2 separate regions of the Zea mays genome follow, and region 2 is linked to region 1. The links are chromatin contacts, called in public Hi-C maps. All regions are on one chromosome and are shown on one strand. The core of a region is the stretch at or near the end of the contact, and the rest is flanking DNA. Distances in the headings are between cores, read along the strand shown.

Region 1 (5,499 bases), core at 2,565-5,064:
TATCTACAGACTTCAAATGACCCACTAAACAGTCTTGACATTCATATATATTCACAACTTTGAGATGTCAAGAAACAAAACTATCATCAAACTATCCACATAGTATAAAACAATAAACAAGTGCAACTAGCATAAGAAATCTATATGCAAATGAAAAGAACATGACAGAATATGTACCCGACAGGGAGAGGGATCGCAATTGAACCGATGAATTCTCCAGGGGCAGCAACTTTCAAGTTGGGTCCAAAAAGAATGTTGCATTCGCTGAGGAAAGAAACAGTGCAAAATGGCCTAACAAAATCATGGCTATCTATATGTGGTGGGATGCAATCTCCAGGTTCATATATATTTACAATGCAGCTGTCCGGTACACAAGTTGCAGGCAGAACTTGCCATCGTACCAATCTCTTAATCATAGTCTTAAAGAGGTCAGGCATTGGATCAGAAACAATGGTCCGTATAATGCCTGGTGGATTTCCTTTCTTATCCTGCCATGATAGGTTTACCATTAGAATTATAGATGGGGTTTCAACAATGTTTTCTTCAGTGTTCAACAATGCTTAAATGGACAGATATAGTTCACAAGATGGAATTTTCGAAGAAAAGTACCGTAGCGTAATTGTAACAGCATCCAAATTGGATTGTTACCCGGCCTTTACCACGCATCCATTTTTGGGGTTCTGTATATGTGCGCTCTGTCATGAGAGGAAATATAACTGGGTTTAGACAAACAAAAATAGGAAGCTAAATATAGCAAATGAACAACTGCAAGATACATGAATAACATATTAGCATTCAAATATCAAGAGACGAAAACAATATGAGTGTAATACTATATTATACAGTTCAAAATATATGAAGTATGATGGTACCTAAATTTACATTATAATTAAAAAACAATTGATTTTTTTCTATTTCTGGTTTCTCTAAATGTTAATTCAGTTAAAAAAGAAATAATTTGACTAATTCAATTAAGATATTCACCCCACAAGGTTACAAAGGATGAACTAAATTCAAAATAATATGATTCTGTAAAAAAACTAATTTGCATGAACCACCAACTTGACTTGGCCACTGAAAATCTTTTATGATTGCATATAGTCAAGTTGTGATTACCTATTATAGTATTCGGTGAATGTGTGGACTGGAGTCACAAAAATCATTTTTAGTTCAAAGTATTATTGTGCAGGCTAGCGTTGGCTCCACAAATGGGGGATGTGCATTGTGCAATCAGCCCACAAAACATGGGTGATGACAAGTGCATATTCCATTCTACATGTTGCATTTCCGTACGGTTTCAGCAAAAGATCTTTTCAGAAATGTGAAGAACCAAGTTCATTATGGCTAGTTTGAGAACTCAAATTCCATTGGGATCCCAGACTTTTCCCGTGGCCAAGTCATCCATGGGGTTGTCAATTGAATAAGCCACTTAGTTCATGCTGGACAATACATCCCTTCCCTCACTTCCAAAGTTGATGACAGCCCACAGCCCCACAATACTATTAATATACTGGAAACACAATAGAAAATTGATCCAGAATCAAAATAAAAACAGTAAGATGTGCATGTTTGCAAATGCTGATGTGAAAAACTGCAGTTGACGTACAAGAACATAAAATAAGTGCCAGAGGCTCCCACATGAGTGGGGCCTGACAGCTCTCACAATTGCATTTGCACTAGACCAGCCCTTCACAAGAACATAAAATAAATAAACCAGAAAAATGTGTGGGCAACACTAAATGATGCCGAGTTAGTAATGCAGGCAAGGTAAGACTTATGATTTATATAAACATGTAAATATTGGTGTACCAGACTCGTGTGAATGGTTTTCTGAGGTGTACTGTAAGCGTCCAGATCTATCCTCAAAGGCCAACACCAAGACACTACCAGGTCCTACTACGCCGTTTTGACCATGGCTATTAAAGTGTTAAGGCAAGGCATGGTGACCCACCACCCTCTTATCACCTAGGCACTTAGGCAGTGAAGTGGGCAAGACATGCCGCCATAATTACAGATAAAGCAGAGAAGGAAAAAAAGCCATTCACTCAATGGGCTATAGCCACAAGAACAAATTAACCCCCACTAGCAAAATAAAGCCCAACCCAAAGCCACCACTCCCCTCTGGCTTCCACTTCAGGTATACCGTACACCTCTCAAGTCTGCCACCCTTCTGTGCTGCCTCTCCAGTCCCCCAACACTAACACCCAGCAAGAGCAGCAACGAGCCTGTAACCCCCAAGTGCATCCACGGGCTATAAATCGGCCCCTCCCCAGTAGTCAAATGGATCCCTGCTGCCGTCCCCTTCAGATCACCACCGCCATAGTTGAGCAGGGGCAGATCTGCACTGGACATCGTCCTGGAGCCAGGGGGGGCAGAGCTGTGCCAGACATTGCGCCATAGCCTACGAGGATGAAGGAAGCAGGAGACAGGGTGGTGCCTCCCACTGGTTGCCGTCCTGATTTTCCTTCCTTCCTCATGGCCCCTCCTTATCTCATCCCCTCGTTTGGTTGGGCGTCAGCAATGCCATGGCCCCAACGAGTGCTTTGTCGCCTAGGCGACACCTTAAATCCATGCTGTCGGCTAGAAGTCACAAGACCCTACAACGCCTAAATAAACATGCATGTGTGTAGTAAAACTAAGGGGCATGTGGGAGCCGACAGCACTAGGTCTGTCCTCTTTTTTAATCATACTAGAGGGAATAGTTCTGGTACTACAAAGTTGACCTCCTATGGTAACATATAACGGTAGCACTTTGAGTTTATCCAAACATTCATCCAATACATATTCATTGTGAAAATACAGTGAATTCAACCCCAACTTCTAGACAGAGCACACCATGAGTCAAGACCATTAAAAATCAGGAGAGCGAGACTCACCTCCGAGCTCCCCACGCTGCCCTCTTGCCTGGAGGTCATACACACATTGGACAATTCGCCGCTGCTCAGCTGCGCTGAACACGCCGGCATGAAGCTCAAGGCCAGCGAGGATGTTGACGAGCTGGCCACGAACTCTCTCGTAGCACCTGAACTCCTTGTTGCGCACCAAGCTACTGAGCCTCCTCTGTTCCCGCTGCTCCCTCGTGAGCGGCACCTTGGGCCTCCCCGCCTCGGCCCCGTCCTCCCCCTCGTCGGCCGCTGCGGCCGCCGCGTCATCCTCCGCCGCCGCGGCGAGCTCGTCCTCCTGCGCCATGTCCGCCCACGACATCCTCGGTTTCTCCACCGGCGCCGGCGCCGGCGCCGGCGGCGGGGGTGGGGGCGGATCCGAATCCCAACCACTCGGCTCGAAAGGAAGGTTCTGCGGGTCCGCTGGATCCGAGTCCCACCCTGACGGCTCAATCTGATCGACCGGCGGCGATTCCTCAGCTGCGCGGCCTAGTTGGATGGACGTCAGGCACAAGAACTAAACGAGAAACCCTAGTAGCATGAGGGTACGGTCGCATAAACGCCGGTTACCTCGCGTGATCAGGGAGTCGACGCGGCCGCGGAGCGAGGAGGCGCAGGAGGGACAGAGGCCGGCAGAGAGGAAGGGGAGCCAGGTGGTGAGGAACTCCCCCGCGATGGCGAGCTCCTCGGCCGTGTACCCCTGCACGAGAGCCATCGCGTCGGCGGCGTTGGCGCCGTCGCCGCCGCCGCCACCGGAGGAAGAGGAGGACGGCGCCATGGCCATCGTCCCGCCGCCGGAGCGTGAGACCCCCTGCTCTGTAGTCTCTGATGAGTAGACCCGCCGCCGCCGCCGCCGCCGCGGTGACCCCGATTTCGATTCGAACCTGACTCCGTCGCCTTTCTGGGAAGGTTTTGGGGGCTCTTTCGTTAGATAACCTAGCGTTTTGCTGTACAGAATAATAATAATACCAATAATAAAGCCGCGCTGGGCTCTGGCTCGTGGAGGCCAGAAATCTTAATCCTAACCGTCGCTCGCTGGGACGGCCAGAACGGTGACGAAAAGAAGAAACGGACGGTCGGGGGCGTGGCGGGCTGACGCTTAGTAGTCTGCTTGCTTCGTGGGCTGGACCTATTCTGTGCTTCAAGGCCTAGGTAGAGAAGCGATTCTTTCTCCTTGATTGAAAAAAAAAACGAATATCGTATGATGAAAACTTGAAAAGCGTTTCTAAAAAAAGAAAGATGAAAAATTTGGTTTCGGCGGGTGGTTAGTGTTTGCAGATAGGATAGAGAACGCACCAAAATATCAGGTACTATCTCCGTCCCTCGTTTTTCAAAGAGTCGAACAGCTAAAATTTTAATCAAAATTATACAAATATATTAATATTTAAAAAGTTAAGTTAGTTTGAAAAGTAAAAATTTCACGATCGGAGTTACTAGAGTACGTGTTGGAGGTGACTGATATGACCATCGATCATGCTGATCACGGCAATCAGATCTTATGTACAAGCGTGTAATCAATGTTCCTCGTCAGTTAAATTATGATGCAACCATGTATTATAGTTAACACTTAAACTCTTCCACCATCGGCTCATGTAGATTTATAGAAAACCCTCTAATAAACCATGATTATGTCTACATTTAGATCATGATCTAACAGACCAAAAGACTCGCTTGCACGCTTGCACATTGGACATGATTGCATATTAGTTGTTGCTGCTGATCGCACCCGCAATCAAATGCACCAAATCCAAGAAAAAAACAACACATTGCCTCCACCAAGTGCGCTAAACATCATTATTGATTTATTGTAGACAATCGAGGATGAAAGACACTCAAAAGACGAAAAGTGTAACGGATAAAACATGAGTATATGATAGTTGTGTCGAACCTGGGTGCAACCGAGCATTACACGAGTCCACTTTATAGAGGTTTAGACTATATTATGTGTAGTACCCTACGTCCTCTTATATGATATATTGTGAATATGAACATAAAAGAAGGAGAAGATTACAATATAAGCATTAACTTAGCGTCATGCCCTTCTAGCTCTCTCCCCCCGTTTTGGTTTTAGTGTAAGTTATAGACAAATATTCCCTACTTCACCCTTATGTCAGCCCTTTACATATTGGACATCCTAAAGTTAATTACTAAGAAATCAAATGAGTAAAATCCCTCAATAGAGATGGCAATGGGTCCCGATTCTCCGCGGGAAATTCTTCCATCAGTTGATGGGGATGGGAAAGTTTCTTCCCATGAGGAGATGTAAACGGAAAATTTTCTTTTCCCGACGGGTAACGAGTACGGGGAAGCATTCATCATTCCCCACAAGACCTGTTAAACTTGCATGTAACGATGTTTTCGTGTAATAGTTAATGATAAAAATAAATAATTATCTTTGCAAGGAGACCATTCATTGTAGGAATGTGTTTATTTTAATGTAAACATAATGATTTATTACATCTGATAATGTGTATAAGTAGTAATGTTTTACATTAATAACAAATGACGTATGATCTAAGTATACTTTAAGCGAGGACATGGATTTTCATCTGGGAGTTATCCCCACGGGAAATGGGGATGGGAAAGAAATATCTCTGCAAGCGTTTAGGCTTTGTTT
Region 2 (5,757 bases), core at 142-2,641, 140 kb after region 1:
CCTAGAAACCAAACACCCCTTAAGACGTGTAACATAGTCAGGAAAAAAAAAGTAATGAAGATACTGTGAGGGTCATACTGCAACCATCCTTATTTCTTACCTGGAGAAGTATCGATAGTAACTTGGGTCAACCTTTACTCTGAGAATCACCGTGTATGAGCAACAGTCTGAATCCGGAACGCAGCAGAGCAAGAAGCAGCCGTGCTGCTTCTATGGCTGCTGCTTGGGGTCACGGTACCCAGCATCGACCAGGACCTTCTCCTTCTTGGCGAGCTCAACGTCGCGATCAACCATCATCTCAACGAGCTGCTGGAACCCAACCTTGGGCTTCCATTTGAGCAACTTCCTCGCCTTGGTGGAGTCTCCCTGGAGGCTGTCGACCTCTGCGGGGCGGAAGTACTTCTTGTCAATGACCACATGATCCTTCCAGTTGAGGCCGGCGTAGCCGAAGGCAGCCTGCAAGAACTCCTCGACTGTGTGGGACTCCTCGGTGGCGACGACGTAGTCGGCCGGCTGATCCTGCTGCAGCATGAGCCACATTGCCTCCACGTAGTCCCCCGCGAACCCCCAGTCCCTGGCCGCCGAGAGGTTGCCCAGGAAGACCTTGGTCTGCAGGCCGAGCTTGATGCGGCCGACGGCGCGCGTGATCTTGCGCGTCACGAAGTTCTCGCCGCGGCGCGGGGACTCGTGGTTGAAGAGCACGCCGTTGCAGGCGAAGACGCCGTAGGCCTCGCGGTAGTTGACGGTGTACCAGTGCGCGGCGACCTTGGCAGCGGCGTAGGGGGAGCGCGGGTGGAAGGGCGTGTCCTCGCCCTGCGGCGGCGGCGTGGAGCCGAACATCTCCGAGGAACCAGCCTGGTAGTAGCGAATGGGCCTGCGCGACAGGCGGACGGCCTCCAGGAGGCGGAGCGCCCCCGTGGCAGTGACGTCGGCGGTGTAGTCGGGGACCTCGAAGGAGACGGCGACGTGCGACTGCGCCGCGAGGTTGTAGACCTCGTCGGGGGAGATGGCGTCGAGCGCGCGGCGGAGGGAGGAGGAGTCGGACAGGTCGGCGTAGTGGAGCCGCAGCGGGGGCCGCGGGGACGACGGCACCGCGTGTGGGTCGTGGTAGATGTGGTCCAGCCGCTGCGTGTTGAAGTTGGAGGAGCGGCGCATGAGGCCGTGCACCTCGTACCCCTTCGACAGGAGCAGCTCCGTGAGGTAGCTCCCGTCCTGCCCCGTGATGCCCGTGATCAGCGCCACTTTCCGCGCCGGCGCGAGGGCCCGCGGCACCGGGGCGGTCTCGCCGTCAGTGGCAGTGGCAGTGGCAGTGGTGGAATGAGCCATTTGGGAAGCGAAGCGAGCAAGGGGGGATTGCCTCGTGTCGGGGGGTCAGGTCTGGGAAGCAAATTTGTGGGGAAGATGCAGGGGGAGGCAGGGAGTATTTGTAGGTCCCGCCTGCAGAGCCGATGCAGCGGGGTCTGACCAGTCAAGTGTGCGTGTATATTTGCCAAACGAGCAATGCAAACAAAAATATTTGCCTTTAATTTTCTTTGAAGCTAGTCTTACCTCCCATAATTTCTTTGAAATGGGTTGTATTTTACTACTGCGTGTTTCAAGTGGAGTCCTACCTTAACAATGTAGTTACATAATTATAATAGAACAATTTATTTATTTATTTCTTAATAATCATTTAGTGTAAAAACAATTTGAATGAGGTATGGTGTGTAAATTAGTTTAAGTTACAGTTCAATCCAATTCAATACATGCGAATTGAGGTGAATACGAAAGTATCCAAATAAGGCCTAAAGAAGGTAGTGGCTTAACATTATCATTCAAGCTATAGAAAGCTATTGGCTGTAGTGCTATAGGTGAAGCAACCATCTGGAATGGAGCTCTAGTGACCTGATTGGTTGATGTTGTCGACGTAGGTGGCGTGGCAACGATAATCACTATGACAGGCGATATTGGAAGAGCAGTAACTATATAGTCCATGACACCTAGTCAAAGCCTATAGTTATACCCTAAATAGGTGTAGAGAAGTTAAGTGTTGTTAGATAGACTAGCAAAGTAAAGTGATACAAACTCTAACTCTAAAGTCCTCCAAACTGTATAACTAGGGCCATGGGAGTCTGTAGTGTAGCCAGAGGAGCCATATGAACTGATGGTGGTGACACGACTACTCTAGTTTGCTGGAAGTAAGTAAAGTTTTGAACATGTATCCACTAGCAACAATTGCTAAAACTGGTCTTGATGGGTCTGTATGGTCTCAAACAATGTAAGCATCATGTTAGTCTACCTTATTAGGCCTCTACCAACTGGTGTTGCTCCTCTCTATGCTCGGTCTCTCATCGAAGTTGCTCTACTATCATAAATTGTTGCTCGGTCGCTTCATCAAACTGGTCTTGATGGGTTCTCGATGGGGAAGCAAATCCTCTATAGTTACTTCTCCTGCAGTTGGGTCAATGACGTGTGGGCCTGATCTAGACCAGGCCCACATGTTAGTGGCCCAACTGCAGGGGAGGTAACTATAGAGGATCTCGTTGCCTCGATGGAGGTGTTGGAGGTGGAAGCAGTGGCACTACTTCAGTACACATCAGAGTTATCATCTGTGGTATATCGTTGCTTGGATAACTGTTGAAGCTCTGACTGCTCGACCTCTTTTAGACTGTGTGTAGCAGTTCACTCATATGATCATCGAAAACACTATTTTGCATTGTAGACTACATTGTTTGCAGAGTGGAGTTTGAATATAAGACTGGAGATGGGTAAGGTGCTTGAGATAATCTTATCGCCTCATTCTGCTCCTACTCTTGCCTCAATTGTCTTTTACGCCTTGTTTGTTTCGTTGGAATTGAATGCTATTTTAATAATTATAATTTAGAAAAAAAACTAATTAAGTTAATATATTTGTATATGTAATATATTTGTTTATTATCCTAAATTATATGAAAGAGATAGTTATACACTATATTTGTGTTATAGAGAATTAAGTAGAAGAGTGTGCTATAAGTTGTACATTAGAAAAGTAGCATGTAAATATATAGAATCAATCTTCATCTATCACCCAATGATTTTTAGATAGGCTTATATATAAACTTCAGAAAGTTATGAAATGTTACATTAAAAAAATATCTAATACATTAGTTAGATTCCAATTCCTCAAAATGAAGTGAAACAAATAGAGCCTTAGAGATGTCACAGTCATAGCGGCTGAGAGAACAAGCTCCTGGATGGGCGCCCATCACCAATTAGGGGGCATGTAAACTCTGTATCCACTGCCACAGTTGTTGAGTGTAAGGGCCCACTAGGGATGATTAATAATCAGGCTTGTATTTTGCGTAGGGTGGCTGACAATGAGCCTTAATACCAACCAAAACCATATGGTCCATATCCTCAATCTCACATATCATAAAGTCAATAATATGAAACTATGTATGAGAATTGCGAGATGAGGGCATCGCTGAAGTGTCAACCAGCTCGCGTAGGCTACCTTTAGTCAGATCCGTAGCTTTGCTTGAGATGGCAAAAGCAAGGGTGCGATGTGCGAGCTGGACTGGGGGAGAGGCAGGCACGAGCACGGTTGACCGGCCGCCGGGAGCACCGGAGACCGGACTTGGTTTCCGTTCCGTTCCATGATCCCCATGCACTGACCTGGTGCCCAGTTGCCAGTTGGTGCCCTTTTCGTATCTGCCACGGAATTCCAATCCACACCCCATATAGATTCCCCCAAACCGAGGCACGAGTCCACGGGTTGCAGAGAACGCGACTTGTACAGATCCAAATGGGTCGATCAGATCTGCCGACAGTTTTAACAATATACCACGAGTATATGACGCAGAGCACAGGATCCAAGAGCTCCGGAACGCTCGGTTGCAGAAACACATACAGGACGAGCTGCAGCTGCAAGCGACCCAAGGACAGATGCGTTGCTCTGGCACGTGCCATGTCATAGGCTCAAAGCAAGCAAAGGTATGTTGCACGAAAAGTGAAAGGGGGCAGTGCAGAGGGCAGACTAGCAGAGTCGCAGTGCCCTACTGCCGTCGTTCTCCAGGCACGTCCCATGTCGAAGGCTCGATCCGCGAGAACGTCGGTGCCGCAGTCTCGGAAAAGAACCATATCCTCTATCGGTGTGGCACTTGCAGTTGCAGGCGGACCACCTGTCGTCAGAGTTCAGTTCAGACAACCATCGTGGATTCATCATGTACTACACTACTACTAGTTCCCAAGCTCATCATATGCAGAAATGCAGGGTGTTTTCTGACCTAATTTAACTGCAGAGCTAGCTGATAGCTCCAACTGTCGGTGCCATCTGCAAAAAGAAGATGCAAAAAAAAAAGGTTAAGCAACCTACGTTTTGGAAGAAGAAAAATACAGTTTCGACGATGAAGAGTACCTATGGCTTTATCGTGGGAAAGCGCAATGCAGGCATTAGTACAATTCCTACTAAAAGATACTAAGACAACCGTTTCATCTCATGCCAACTTTTATCAGTTTTCCTGCTTTGTCTTGCACTGTTCGAGATCTCGGTGACAGCGGCACCTTTGAGACTACTTGCTTGACCTTTGATGCTTATGGCTTATCCTCCTTTCCTTTTAACTACTTCATTTTTTGTCCTTTTCATCATGACTGATGTGTCATGCACTGCAGACTACAGAAATGACTAGGGCACTAGGCAACTGTGGCTGGATTCTGGTAAAAAAATGTTTTCATTAAAAAATCATATAAATAAAACATGCTTAAAAATGCATAACATTTTTAATGGGGGGAGAGCAATTAGCTCGTTGCACTTAAAATGATTAACTGAAATTATGGTTGCTAGTAGAGAGGGGAGCCAAGAAACGGAATCAGGTGAAACTACTCGTCCATTTCTGGCTCTCCCAGTACAGGCAGAAAAAGATGAATCGGTTCAGTGAAACGTTTCTGTACTACCTACCCGTTTGGCAGCGATTCTGGAGTTTCACGTGAGCATCGGAACTGTTCCAAGCTGCCAAAAGGGCTCTTAGTATTGAGTTAAGACAAAGCAGTTTGATCCTGGGTGGTTAGTTGAGCTCGAGTCTTCCCTTTGTTAACAGTAACAAGCTCATCATTCTGGACGAGTTTAAAGTTTTATCATCTTCATTGATTTCTTCAGGCTTACATGCTTACTCTGCAGAAATGAGCTCAGCTGATATTGTTCTCATCAAAACATTAAATGTAGGATATCCAGTATTCCAGTGGTTACCTTCTTGAATTGGCTTGAGTAAACCCTTTGGGCTTTTTTCCCAACAAAGTGCAGTGTTGGGTGCACACTTAGGGCTGGTTTTGTGACCAGGGAATTATATGGGATCCATGCCCATGGATCCATCCAATTCCCTGGTCACCAAATCAGTCCTTACTGGAGAGCCATTCAGTACCTTCCACATTTTATCCATCTAATGACAATAGCTGAAACTCAACTGATGTTTCTGTAGGCACTTTTCTCCATAGTTATTAAAGCGTTAAAGCGAGGTGCTGCGTTCCACCACCTTCCGGACGCCTAGGCGACGGCAAGGAGAGGCAAGGTGACGCCTTATTATAAAAGGCCTACCAGCCCACTTAGGTAGCCCACCATCCCAGCCCATATGCCCATCCCTCCCATCTCATCTAAAAAATTCCCTACGCTGCTGACCTGATCCCTCACGCCGCCGCCCTCTGCCCACCCCTTCAATCTCCCTCTAGCGCTGCTACCCTACCCTTCAAGCTCCCTCCAAAGTTGTCGCCGGAACGTAACACCGTCGCCCTCTCCTTCAAGCTCCG

Evidence for each region. Hi-C and Micro-C count contacts between places; a contact is called where the count stands out from the background.
Region 2: a contact with region 1 is called in a Hi-C map of ear, with 1.8 times the contacts expected there. The contact joins the promoter of LOC103638108 here to the promoter of LOC103638106 in region 1. A contact is called at or near these places in 2 of 25 Hi-C or Micro-C datasets (ear and leaf).

The regions. Positions count from the first base shown.
Region 1 is chr9:23,443,506-23,449,004 of Zm-B73-REFERENCE-NAM-5.0, forward strand. It overlaps LOC103638106, which reads right to left and starts at 3,815. Exons shown (of 6, transcript NM_001367260.1): 1 at 3,453-3,815; 2 at 2,877-3,371; 3 at 610-695; 4 at 178-488. The coding sequence starts at 3,666.
Region 2 is chr9:23,590,502-23,596,258 of Zm-B73-REFERENCE-NAM-5.0, forward strand. It overlaps LOC103638108 (GDP-mannose 4,6 dehydratase 1), which reads right to left and starts at 1,392. Exons shown (of 1, transcript XM_008661096.3): 1 at 1-1,392. The coding sequence starts at 1,326. The coding sequence ends at 211.